Linked DNA regions of Mus musculus: region 2 is linked to region 1. A link is a contact called in public Hi-C data. All regions are on one chromosome and are shown on one strand. Each heading gives the region's core, a stretch centred on a gene start, on an enhancer-like site or on the middle of the called end of the contact. The rest is flanking DNA. Distances are from core to core; before and after follow the strand shown. Region 1 holds the start of 4930552P12Rik (RIKEN cDNA 4930552P12 gene). Region 2 overlaps 4930552P12Rik (RIKEN cDNA 4930552P12 gene).

Region 1 (6,330 bases), core at 1,021-3,520:
AGCTCACATAACCTTCCTAAGATCCCAAAAGAGATGGGACTGTCACTGCCGTCCTCCACATACACAGCGATGAGGGTCGATTACGGGAACAGGACATGAGTCTGGAAACTTAGTGGAGGAAGGTAACCGACCATCCCAAGGTCACACAGCATGGCAGGAGATTATGAAAAAGAAACACAACCCCCATCTGTCTGACTGGAAAACAACTGGGATGTCATTGCCCAGAAAAGTCATTGCTGCCCCTCTTCTACCACTGGCTCCTGCAGCGTACCCCATAGTCCCCCTATTCTGAAAGGAGTGCTTGGAGAATGGCCTCAACCTAGGATGCTGAGCCCTTGCCTCTGCTAGGATGTTCCCTCGTTATCAGCATGGGGAATGGGTATACATGAGACTGATGGTATCAATTATACATGATCCTGGGCTAAGCCCTGTGCCCTGGGAGCTGCGTGGAGAGGTGCCTCCAACGAGAGAGCCTCTTAACTCCTTCCCTGCTATTCGGAAACTGCTTACAGCAGTGTTTGCTGCGGTTAGAGTTGATTAGAGTTGTGTTGGATGCCTCTGTCCAGGGAGTTGTTGTGTGTAGGTCTCCCTGGTGGCCTCAACTCCCTGGCCTTTACTCTCAGGCTCCTTAGCGCTGCTCCTGACTTTACACAGGTGTAAATCAGGCCATTAGCACCTTCTGCCTCAGCCGGGGAGGTGTGCCCAAAAGGGGGTTTAAAGGTGACAGGGTTGGGGTGGGGAGGAAACCTGATCATTTTAATGTTTAACCTCGGTGACAATGGGATCGGGAGCCCTCCCCACCCCCACGCAAGCAGCTTCTGTGGAGAGAGTCCATAAAATACCTCAGATAAGAGAGGAACTCAGCGGGAGGAACTGGGTGGCTAAACCACAGATCAGACTCAAGGCAGCTGAGAGAAAGCAACTCTGGAGAGAGGACATAGCCCTTTCCACCAGCCCTGTCCTTCGGCAAGTGCACCCTTCCTTAGTCTGAGAGGAGAAACCCCTAACAGTTAGTTCTGCATTCAGTGTTAAACGACTGGGAGGCGGAAAACTGAAGGGAACATAACTCTGGTTAGGACAGGAGAGAGGAGAGCCATTTCTGGTAAATAATTAACAATACAACATGTTTCCCTTAAAAAAAAAAAGTACCCAGAAGAACTTTCAACTTCTCTAATTTGGAAAGTCAAAAGTTTAACTGGGCGCCAGGAAGCTGTTGGCCAAACCCTGCTTCTTGCCCAGTCATCCTGGCAGCGTGGGAGCTGTGACCACCTCCCTCTTGGTAAGATCTGGAGTGTAGGTGGCAACAGCCGATGACATCTGGCTTCTCTGGGGTGTCCCAGGAAGAGGGTGGGACCCTCAAATCTCATCCTGGGTGTCAAAGATCCCTCTGCTAAGTGTTCCGGAACTAAGTGTGTTCTCAGATTCATGGCAAATCAAGTCACGGAGACAAATTAGGACCTGCAACATTCGTTTTAGAACTCAGTCCACTTGGGGTCTCCATTCTGATTTGTAACCTCGCCCAAGTTGCTTTCCCAGCCCTGGGCAGTTTACTTCATTATTGACCTGAGGCAAACTGCCTTCACAGAGCTGTTGCCTGACAGTGCTTGTTGTGGGGGTGGGGTGGCACGTGATGCCTGCCTGTGCGCCACGTTCTTCTGACCCCCGTTTTTGAAATACAGCCCCGAGTTTGACTGGAGCACATTCCCCATGGAATGACTGACTTACTGTCCGCACTGCCTTCCCTACTACAGTAGTGGAATTGCTCAGTGGCGATCCCAAGGCCTGCAAAGCCTAAAATAAGTAAGTATTGCTCATGACGTTGCGGTCCTCTTAGATCAGTAAAGATACAGCCGCGTGTAGATGAGGTGCTAGTTTGAGCATCTCATCCTGCCCTCGCCCTTGGTCTTTGGAAGGATGCTGCTTGCTTACTGATGTCCTCCGATGCTCACAGCTCCCGTCTCCACCCAGCGTCTAACGTCCAGAGACTTCAGGTCCAGCCTTCCCTTTGCTGTTGACAACACCGCAGCTGAGGAGGATGGAGTTGTTCGCTGTTGTTAAGACAGACTAGGTGGGCCCTGACTTTGGTGGCTACCAAATTTTCTGACAGATGTCAACCTGAGGTTCAGGAAGAAGAAACCAGAGGAACAGGTGGAAGCAAAAGAAGCCCAAAGGCAGACCCATGGCCTTGACTCACCACATAGGTCTTGGAGCCAGCCTATGGATGAGGAAAGAAGGCAGTGAGCCAGGTCTCTTCCCTGGACCGAAGTCAATAAGGCTGTGCAACAGCTTTTCTCTTCCCCAGACTTTAGACAATGAGGTGTGCAGCAGCTTTTGTCTTCCCCAGACTTCAGTCAATAAAGTGTGCAGCAGCGTTTGTCTTCCCCAGACTTCAGTCAATGAGGTGTGCAGCAGCTTTTGTCTTCCCCAGACTTCAGTCAACGAGGTTATACAGGGGACAAAGCATCAGGAAAGACTAAGAGAAACTCAAAGCCTTCTTGGAAGCAGCACTAAGTGTACCGACTCAGTAAAACTTCCCAAAGACAAAGAAAGTGGTTACATTTGGCAAATAGACAGAACCCTTCCCGTTAACTCATGCTGGCTAATAGTGTCCTTTCCTTCACCCAGTTTTTTGCCTTCTTGTTAAGGAGGCAAGAGTTCACTCAACCCACACAGCCACTCTGGAATCAAAGGTGTCCTTTCAAAGTTGTCTCACAAAGAATTGGGGATAAAAGTCTTTGTTCTTGGGTCCAGGTCGCTGGAGTATCCCAGAAGCCCTCCACTCCTGGTGGCCGGCCACCTATCTTCCCTCCCTCCTGCACGTGGCCCCATGTGCTTTCCAACAGCAGGATTCAATGTGCAAAGCAGCTATAGGAACGTGAACGGGAGTCTGGCCAGTCCTGATCACTGGTACCTCCACTTGCCCTCTCTGGTGGCATTCCTGCCTCAGATCCTCTCTTCCTGGCATTTATCCATCAACTTCAAGATCGCAAAGTCCAAACACCAGTCCCATGACACAGTCAGAAGTACCAATCTAGTTTCAGTTCCTGGCACCCACAATGAATGGTCCACAACTGCGTATAAAGTTTCAGAAGATCTGACATCCTGTGCCGACCTCTGAGAGCATCTTCACGGGTGTACACACAAATGAAGATGTGCACACACAGTGTACATGTACATAAAATTTTTTAAAATATTTCTTAAAAAAGAAAGCCGACTCTCTGGACACTATACACTGCTTTTGGTAGCATGGACGGACAGGGAATTATGTAATGGTTTTGAATGCACTGATGCTGGGTTTCCAATGGCCAGGGGCCTATGGAGTTAACCCTTTTCTCAATACTTCATATTGAGAAATGTTCTCTCTCTCTCTCTCTACCATACACACACACACACACACACACACACACACACACACACACACCTATGGATTGAACCCATGACTTTACTCATGGTATGCAAAGACTCCACTTGTACCTTAAATATAAATGGACTTTTTCATAGGATCTATGATATCTGGTAGTCAATGAGACACACTTTATAGAATTTTCTGGCATCTTTGGTATGCTCCATAATTTTTACAAGTGGCAGGGATACTGTGATCAAAAAGCTTGTGAATCCCACTACTACCATAGTCTGACTTCTGGGAACCCCACCCCATCCCACACTCAACCCAGAAGGTAGAGAGTTTCCTATTAGTTCACATTGAGGAAGCTGAAACTCACATTACTCATGGGACTTGTGTTAGTCCACTATTTGGAAGCAGCCAACCTGGGACTAAAAGCTGGTGGGAGGGTCAGCTCTGTGTCCATGTGGACGTTTCTATCAACTCGGGGTGAGAGCTTTATAGGGTCCCTAGGGGAGCTCTGTGGGCCTGTCACCTGTTCATTCAAACAACACAAGGGTGGTGTTGCCTGGCTCATTCTGAGAGTCCTTCCACCTGGAAGTACCTCAAAGTACCTCAGCCTGAGCTCAGAGTACCAATCTGCAATCACAGGTGAGAACGGGTGAGGACAGTGACAGAGGAGTCATCAGGGTGAGGAGGTCAAAGGGCCACGGCACATCTGTTCATTGTTCATTGCTTCCCGCAGATTTCACCTCTCTCTCTCTCTCTCTCTCTCTCTCTCTCTCTCTCTCTCTCTCTCTCTAATTTGGATATAATCTAGTCATATCTCAACCCTGCAGCTTTGCCAAGAAGAAATTACTTTGAGAGAAGGAGGAAACAAAGCAAGACCCTTTGCACACTGAAAGGTTGGCCCACACGCCTTCCCTCCTTCTCCCGCTAATGGCTGTCCCCGTGGCCTAGGCCAGGGCTGTGCTTTGTTCCCGGTGAAAGACACAGAAGAGCACCAGCTTAGCTCTTAAACAAATAGTGCCATTTAAACCTCTCAGCGACACCATTGGCTAAGGAGCCCCGAGAAACACAGACTCTGGCTTCTGTTGGGTTTTGTGCATGTGTTTTGTTTTGTTTTGGATATTTTGTTATTCTGTACACTTCAAAAGAGGCTTGGGTGGCCTGGGGAAGGTCTGTGTCCTTAGTTCCTTTCCCTCCCGTGTGGCTTTTGTGGACTTGCTACTTCTGCTGATTCATTGTTCTAGCTTCTGGATTTAGGCTTTCAAATAAAGAGACTGGATTTAAAAAAAAAAAAATGAATGTGGCCCAAATGGAGGTACCTTGGGCAGCTAAGTCACACCTGTGAGCATGAGGTCACCGTATCCCCTGCGGCCGCTATCTTTCCTGAAGCAAAGACTGAGCTTCATCCACCAAATCCAATCATCAGGAAGCCTGGGGCCCAGTGCTGACCCCCACTCTTTGTCACCAGATTACACATCACACTTGCAAGATCTGGGAGAGGGGTCTCTGGTGGCATAGGAAGGAAGAGTTTAAACCCTACTTGGGCTTCTCCCATCCTTACCAGGACCTTGTACAAATGTGACCTCAGACAAACAACCCTGCCCCACCCCACAAGACTCAGAGACCATTGAAGAAATAAAGGGCTGGAGCCAGAGGTCAGGGGAAGCAACTGTGTCTTCTGGACATGACAGGACCATTGGTGTCACACACCCAAGCTGTGGCTGCCTGTATGAGACCCGCCCAATATCAAGTGAGACAACGTTCCAGCGTGGAGGAGAGAGGGGTTTGGACACCACTAGTTGAGGGACTATTGACAGATAATGGCTTCTGGGGGGAGAAAGAGTCGCTTTTCTTTAAGAGTGTGGCCCTAAGTGGCCAACCATGCACCAGTTGATGCCTCACACCTACAACTCTATGGGCAGCACAAGCTGGGCTTGGTGGGGTGTAGAAGGCGAAAAAGTGGAGGGGGGAGAGGAAGAGGAAGAGGACTGTGATACGAAGTTTGGAGTGGATATGATTGAAATGCCCAGTAAAGTTCTTTTTAAAAAAAAATGTACATTATTAAAAAATTAAGAGACAAGTGTGCACCACCATGCCCTGCTTGGAGGTTGATCTTCTGTCTGCTATATGGATCTGTAGTAATAAACTCCCCATGTCTGACTCACCAGGCTGTTATAGGGCTCAGCAGAATATATAGACAAGAAAACCCACTATGGTCTACACTGGCCTGTTTCAATCATTGCAAAACATCTGGAAAGCATAGGAGTCTCCAACTCAATGACATTTAGTGAGTGGGCTAGACTGCACACCTGACAAAGAGAAGCCACACCACGCAGCCATGGAATGACTAGACTCCAAACAGTATGATAGCTTGGTTCCGTCCTTGTTTCTTGTTTCTTGTGTAAAATGTTACAGCTTTGTCCATAGGCAGAGCCTCAGGGGTCCATCTTCTCTCCTCTCTACCACTGGGGATGTGTGTGTGTGTGTGTGTGTGTGTGTGTGTGTGTGTGTGTGTGTGTGTGTGTGTGTGTGTATACAGGTGCACACATTTTTTTGTTTTGTTTGTTTTGTTTTGTTTTTCAAGATAGGGTTTCTCTGTGTATCTCTGGCTGTTCTGGAACTCACTCTATAGACCATGCTGGCCTCAAACTGAAGAGATATGCCTGCCTCTGTTTCCTGAGTGCTGAGATTAAAGGTGTGCATCATCATAACTGCCTAGGATCTTTGAAAAGGTCTGGTCTAAGGGTCAACAAGATTTCTTGATGGTTCAAGGTCTTGGCCGTCAAGCCTAATGACCTGAGTTTGATCCATGGGACCCACGTGACAGAACAGAGTGGATTCTGAGTGCTGTCCTCTGATTTCCGCATGTGCACTGGTGTACATGTGAGCCCACACTCTATATATGAGAAGGTGAGGGAGACTCTGAGAGTTTCTCCTTGGGCCACTGATATCTTTAATGTCACTCCTCACCAACAAAT
Region 2 (6,487 bases), core at 558-3,057, 42 kb before region 1:
TTATTCAGGGATTCTAATGGAACACCCTCAGGAGAGACTGTGGCTGAATCAAAAACTCCCAGAGATTTCAGAGGAGCTGTGCCAGGAGGTTCCTTGAAGGCCTGGGTGTGTACATGCGCACATTCGCACCCCTCACTTCCTCAAGACGCTAGCTGGGGTAAGTACTAGGACTACATATCATGGATAAAACAGACTCTCTCCAATGAGGCAACATCTTCATTCGTCTCTGACTCTACCACACACGTGACAAATGACAAACCTTTGAGTGTGGCTTTGCCTGGACTTGGAAAGCCCTTCCTAGTTTGCTCTTTGATCTGGGTCCCATGCAGCAGGGCCACATTGAGTACTCAGAATGCAGGTTCTGACTGGGAGTGGGGGGCAGGCACTCCTGGGGTGGTGAGGGTCAAGAGTGCACAGCAATTACAGGTGCATCAGGTAACATGTACCCAAGAGACAGAAGGTACCCAGGGACTGAAAACTGAGGGTCCCCAATGCAGGAATTGTTTCTTCAAGTAATCAAAGGGCTAAAAAAAAGCAGAGACAGCCTAATGACAGGACCCTAGGACAGAGGGACAGAAGAAAATGACAGTCTCCAGGGAGACACAGAGACCCTGGCTAACCTGCACCTCCAAGGCCCTATCCAGAAAAGCAGGAGCCACAGAGGAAAGACTGCTGTCAATGTCACTGGCTAAGGAAGCCTGAGTGAGAAGCCATGCCCTTCACCCCCTTCTCTACCATGCCTGCTCCCTGAGTGCCATGTAATGACCCAAGCCTTCTGCAAGCCATTCCAGAAGTAAGAAACAGGGAGGGTTTCAGAACTAACACAGTGTCATAGACAACACAAAGGAGAGGGGGGCCCTGACAACCTCTGAGGACCTTTCCAAGCCCAAGGCAGGCACTTGAGGGGAACCTCTTCACCCTACAGAACCCACATAATGGCGGCCATAGAACTCACACCGCTCTTCTGATGCGCAGTGAGACTAGCATGGACTCTTTCCATGGGCTGTCTGATGCCCAAACAACTCCTAATTTTCAGTTGGGAGAGATCTGTGTTTTATGGCTTACAGAGTCTCTTTGTCTTATGAGACAACGAAATTCATATTAGCTATACCTCATCTTTCTCTTTTGTCTCAGCAGCCTTGGAGCTCTAACTTAGCTTCCCAAGCATGGGTCACTGGCTGGACATCCCCTTCTATGTGGCTCTACTTCTACAACTCTCAGCTTAGCCTTTCATTGATTAAATGTTTTGTTATCTCTGATACATTTGAATCACAAAGTCAGTCTCTCTCTCTCTCTCTCTCTCTCTCTCTCTCTCTCTCTCATGGCAGCTCAGCAGTGACTTCCAGAGAGTGATCCAATCCTTTAATCCCAGCACTCTGGAGCCAGTGGCAGGAAGATCTCTGTGAGTTTGAGGCTAGCCTGGTCTACAGAGTGAGCTCCAACCACTCAGGGGTATACAATGAGATTCTTTCTCACAAAATTAAAAAAAAATATTAAAATAAACATATAAATAAACTTCAGCACCGTGGGGTGGGGGTGCGGGGGGGGGGGGTTGGCTCCAGAACCCTGTGTGTTGTGTAAGCAGTCTCCCACTGAACTTTAGCCCCGTTGGCAGCTTTTGAAGATATCTCATGGTTCCTCCATCTTTAATTCTTCTTTATATTTGAACTCTGACCTCTTCCCCCACAAACCTTCCGAGAGAGCTGTCATTTTCCCACGTTGAGAAAACCACAGAGCTGCCGCGCTTCTCCGTGGTGCTGGCTCGCTCTGTTTTGCCCCTCAGTTGCTTTCACTTCCCTTTCTTTACCCTGGACAGAGTGATCTCCTCTCGGACAGGGCAGTAACCCTTCCCGGGCGATGCCAGCATCACGGGGTAACAAAGAGGAAGCCACAGGTCCGGACAGAGAAGTCAAGGCCCCTGGAGGTGAAGGGTGCTTTGTGGACATTGCCAGCTACCACACAGACTGCTAGGTCACTTGTCAGAATCCAGTTGTGCCCTCAAGCTTCCAACTGGTTTGACCAATGGACATCTACTCCGCTTACAGGCCTACCAGCACAGACTTCTCCTTGGAATGACTTCTCCCCCAAAGCACCAAGCTTATCACAGGCAGGGTCTGGCCAGACAAACCAGGTTGAGCCAGGAACTTTCTCTTGCCAAGAGGGTAATTTAAAAAGAAAAGTCTCATGTAGCCCATCTGGACTCGAACGCACTATGTATCCAAGAATGACGTTTAATTTATCAACCTTCTGATTTTATATACTGCTAGGGGTCAAACCCCAGAACTTGGTGCCTGCTAGGCAGGTATTCTATTAACTTAGATGCATCCCTAACCTGGAGAGTAACAAGTTAAACTCATCCACATGGCCAGGAGATCCCCACACTTGCCTGCTAACTCCAAGCCCCACACTGATCTCAGCCGTGTCCTTGCACGGGACTTGATTGGTTGTCGTGGGTCTTTAACAGTAGGTTTCTATTCCACCCGAACAGAATGCAGACTCCCACGGCAGGCACTGCTCCATGACTTTTGTGAGCCCCAGGTCCTGCACCGGAATCATGGAGAAACTGGGACAAAGCACATGGGTGGAGTGGTGTTAGGCTTAGCTCACTCCTTTCCCCTTGTCCTGATGAGCAAGTGACCTGAAGAAGTGATGGAACGTGACCATGTCCCACAGGTGGTGAACATCCTGAGACCTTACCTTCCGCAGATTTTCTCTCTCTGTGAAAACACAACCAAGTCTGATTGAGGATATATGCAAAAAACGTCTCCCCACGACCCCATGTCTGTGTTTCCCCTGGCAACCACTGATAACCCTCAACTCCCAGCCAGAAAGTCACAGCAGATGTCCCCAACTCCAGGCCTCCTCCTTCTCCACCCTGAGCAACACCAGCCTAGAGCTGCCAAGGCTGAACCTGATGGCTATTCCTCTGGTAGCATCACACCAGAATCACCCTGAGCCATGACTTCAAATAGCATCGTTCCCACCATGCTCCAAGCTGACATCCTGACAGAAACTAAGCAGTGACATGTTCAAGTCCTTGGTGGACTTCATGAGAACCCACAGGGGCTCATCCAAAGGTCTGGTAGCCACAGTGTCTTCCTGTCACATTAACTACTGGAGGTACCATTGATATTTATTGATACCCGTCAAGTAGGAACTAAGTTCACCCTAGATACTTGCAATTTGAGAGCAGTTAAACTTGAAAGGCTTTAGCACATGAAGAGCCTCATGACCTGAGTTCAGAGAACCCATATGTTGGAAGAAGAGAAAGAAATGCAGTTTGCCCTCTGACAGAGAGACAGACACAGAGAGATAGACGCAGAGAGTTAGAAACAGAGACAGAGATTGGGGCAGAATGAGAAAGAAAGAGAAGAAGAGAAGAGAAGAGAAGAGAAGAGAAGAGAAGAGAAGAGAAGAGAAGAGAGAAAAGAGAAAAAAAGAAAAGGAAAGAAAAGAGAAGAAAGGAAAAGAAGCATTGAGCATGGCCACATAGCTATCAAGAGCTGGAGTCAAGTACCTCACTCAGGCCTCTGCTCCCAACACATTTGTGTGGTGCCACCACAACCTTCATCTATAGTCACTGGGTAGGCTCTAGCCAAAGGAGGTCATTGAGATTTAAGAGAACTGGTTTCTGAGGCTGTCACCAGCAGCTAAAGGACTCTGCAAATAAACACTTCCTTTGTAGTATGGGGGGCACTTGGGCTGCTCTGCCTTGGTCTACAGTGTTCTACAAGGGAGAAGCCATGAAGGCTCCAGCCTGGTTGGGGAACACAGTCTGGGGTGAGGAGACACCAGCAGACAGGGAGAGTAAACAGGAGCCATGGGCAGGAGAAGGCTCACTGGATCCTGACTGGCTTTTGCTCAGTGATAGCAAATGAGAAGTCACACCACCTGGGGCTCCCCTCAGGGCCTCCTAAGGCTGGGGCAGGGGGCAGATTCTCTGAGTTCTGCTAGTGCCTTGTTCCAGCCCAGCTTGGCCTGGAAGACAGTCCTGCCCCAACTAGGGAGGAACCAGTGTGGTGGGCCATGAGCTAGGAAGTCATGTTCTATTCCATGGTTCTCTGTGGGGGCCCAGTGCGCAGTGTGTTTTCACTGCCCTGTTCTGGCAAGCCAGTGGCTTTCCCTTCCCCCACCTGCTCACGACAGAACAAAGAAACCTGGCTCCTTCCCGCCAGTCCAGCGAGAGTTCCTAATTGGCTTTCCATTAAAGAGAAAATAGACTACTGTTTCCACCTCATTATTTATGAGCCTTTCTGGAAGTACATTTCCATGCACCCTGGGATTGCTCCTGCCCATTTTGCTTGGCCATATTTTATGATCTGTTTTATTTATTCAGGGCCTCTATTGGGTACTCACATCTGAAACCAATTAAAAAACAAGAACTAAGGAAAAAAAAAAAAAAAACAAGTAAACACCTGGAGATGTCCAAACCTAGAGTCTTTCTGCAGCCTGCTCTTGGTGCAATGGACGGGATCATGCCAACAGCCCTGGGCCACTGAAAGTGGAGCTTGCCCTTCATGCCAATGAAGCCAGCAATTGCCACAAAAAGGGGCAGCCTGCAGAGAGAAAGAACTCTCACTGACAGAGTATCAACAAGTGGCTGAGCAGCCCTGGTTCTCTGGCCCACATGAGGTCTCTCTCATTCTCTTTTGTGCCTTCTTCTCTATCTCTGTCCCCATCCCCATCCCCATCCCCACCTCCCCTCCCACTACCATCCCCATTCCACCCCTACTCCCATCCCCATCTCCATCCCCAACTCCATCTCTATCTCCATCTCTGTCTCTATCATCCCAAACCCCATCTCCACCCCCATCTCTATCTCTATATCATCTATACATCCCACCATAGGAGGTTGAAGGATCGTATGGAAATCCATGCTCGTGGCAATGGCCTATCTTTAACATCCATCTTCAACTCATTCTGGAAGGGTAAAAGACCTCAGAGAAGCATCTGTGAAGCTTGGTGGTGCAGCTTCAATGTGGAATGTCCACCCTTAGCACATGTGTTCAGCTACTAATGAGTGTTTTGGGCAGCTGCGGAAACTTTTGGACATGGGGCTTAGCCATCAGTTCTAGGGCCAGAGAGAGGGGCGGTGGTGTTATCACCACCTCTGATTCTTCCCTGGGCTTTCTGCTTCCTGGTTGGCTACCAAGATGTAAACAAGCTTTGCTGTCAGCTCCCACTGCCCATGTCAATCAAGGCCAGTCTTCTCACCTTGATGGGCTGTAGCTCTCTCCAGCTGTGGGTCAAAATAAACCCTTCCCATCTTAGGAGGGAAATATTTGGTCATAGGGACAAGCAGAGCAACCAATGCACCCGACTGTCACAGAGACAGATCACACTCATGCCTAGCATGCTGTGGCTATGGATCTTCTCAGAGGAGTCTGCAAGCACTTCCCACGCCTTTCTCAAATTTGTTTTGGAGTTTGTGTCCATGCACAAACCACCTGTAGGCACTTTTCATATAAAATGCAAATGAGCTGCCTTCCCTTCCACCAGCTCTCCCCCTCCAACATCAATCCCAGATGGGCTAGAAGCTCCTCCCATCTCGCAATCCTCAATCCTGAGAGTCAGGATTCGAGGAGAGAGCCTCTGCCCTGAATACAAATGCCCTCTTTTTCCTTCTAAATGAGGCTGTGTATGTGGACATCATCAGAGCAAGGGGCAAGTAGACATCTTAGTGTTATAAAATGCCGTGTTCCTTGGGCCAGAGAGACGGCTCAGTGAGTGAAGGCACTTGAAGTTAAAGCCCATCTACCTGAGTTCAATCCCCAGGACCCAGGAAGGACACCGTATCAGTGACCTCTTCCTCTCTGATATTTGCAATGCTTGTTGGAATCATATTTCATGATAAGGGAGACAGCATCTCTGAACTCTTAGGGTTAAAGTTGCTTACAGATCATTCATCTCAACACCTACTTTCCTTAGTCATTGATGTACATTCTGTGTATTAGTCAGGGCTCTCAAGAGAAATAGAACCAATAGGGTATATGTACAATCATATGTGTGCATATACAGTTGTGTATTGTGTGTGTGTATAGTCATGTGTGTGGACAATCATGTGAGTATATGCAGTCATGTATGTGTGTGTGTGTATGTACAGCCATGTATGTGGACAATCATGTATATGTATATATAGTCATGTATATATGAGTATGTATATGTGTGTACAGCCATGAGTGTGAACAATCATGAGTGTGTGAAGAGTTGTGTGTGTATGTAAAACCATGTGTGTATATAGTTGTGTTTGTAGAGTTGTGTTTGTGTGTGTGTGTGTACAATTGTATATGTGTATGTATACAGGACAGTTGTATGTGTGTACAGTTGTCATATGTGGGGGGGGACAATTGTGTGTATACAGTCAAGTGTATGTGTGTGTGTATACTTGTGTGCGTGTACAGTCACATGTGGAGGGCAGTCATGTGTGTGTGCAGATGTGTGTGTGTATATATACACAGTGTGTAGTTGTGTGTGTATGTATAGACAG

Evidence for each region. A called contact is a pair of places that touch in the nucleus more often than the background predicts.
Region 2: a contact with region 1 is called in a Hi-C map of bone marrow-derived macrophages, with 71 read pairs. The contact joins the enhancer-like site here to the promoter of 4930552P12Rik in region 1. A contact is called at or near these places in 1 of 15 datasets of contacts at CTCF or cohesin (the NIH/3T3 cell line), 9 of 484 Hi-C or Micro-C datasets (ECoMG-derived neutrophils, bone marrow-derived macrophages, conventional dendritic cells and 4 more), 7 of 115 datasets of contacts at active chromatin or transcription factors (bone marrow-derived macrophages, double positive thymocytes, embryonic fibroblasts and 3 more) and 3 of 9 other capture datasets (adipose tissue, bone marrow-derived macrophages and liver).

The regions. Positions count from the first base shown.
Region 1 is chr19:55,699,934-55,706,263 of GRCm38.p6, forward strand. 4930552P12Rik (RIKEN cDNA 4930552P12 gene) reads right to left here and starts at 2,271. Exons shown (of 4, transcript NR_045318.1): 1 at 2,195-2,271. It overlaps Gm41871 (a long non-coding RNA gene), which reads left to right and starts at 1,210. Exons shown (of 3, transcript XR_877940.2): 1 at 1,210-1,279; 2 at 1,680-1,800; 3 at 1,952-2,694.
Region 2 is chr19:55,658,539-55,665,025 of GRCm38.p6, forward strand. The region is part of intron 2 of 4930552P12Rik (RIKEN cDNA 4930552P12 gene); the gene reads right to left. Among named protein-coding and RNA genes, the nearest start is that of Gm41871, 39 kb to the right of the region's middle. Within about 2 kb of position 1,808, at least 39 of the 459 cell types and tissues checked have an H3K27ac peak or open chromatin away from gene starts, as enhancers often do. A contact at or near this core is called in bone marrow-derived macrophages and peritoneal macrophages, where this site is marked.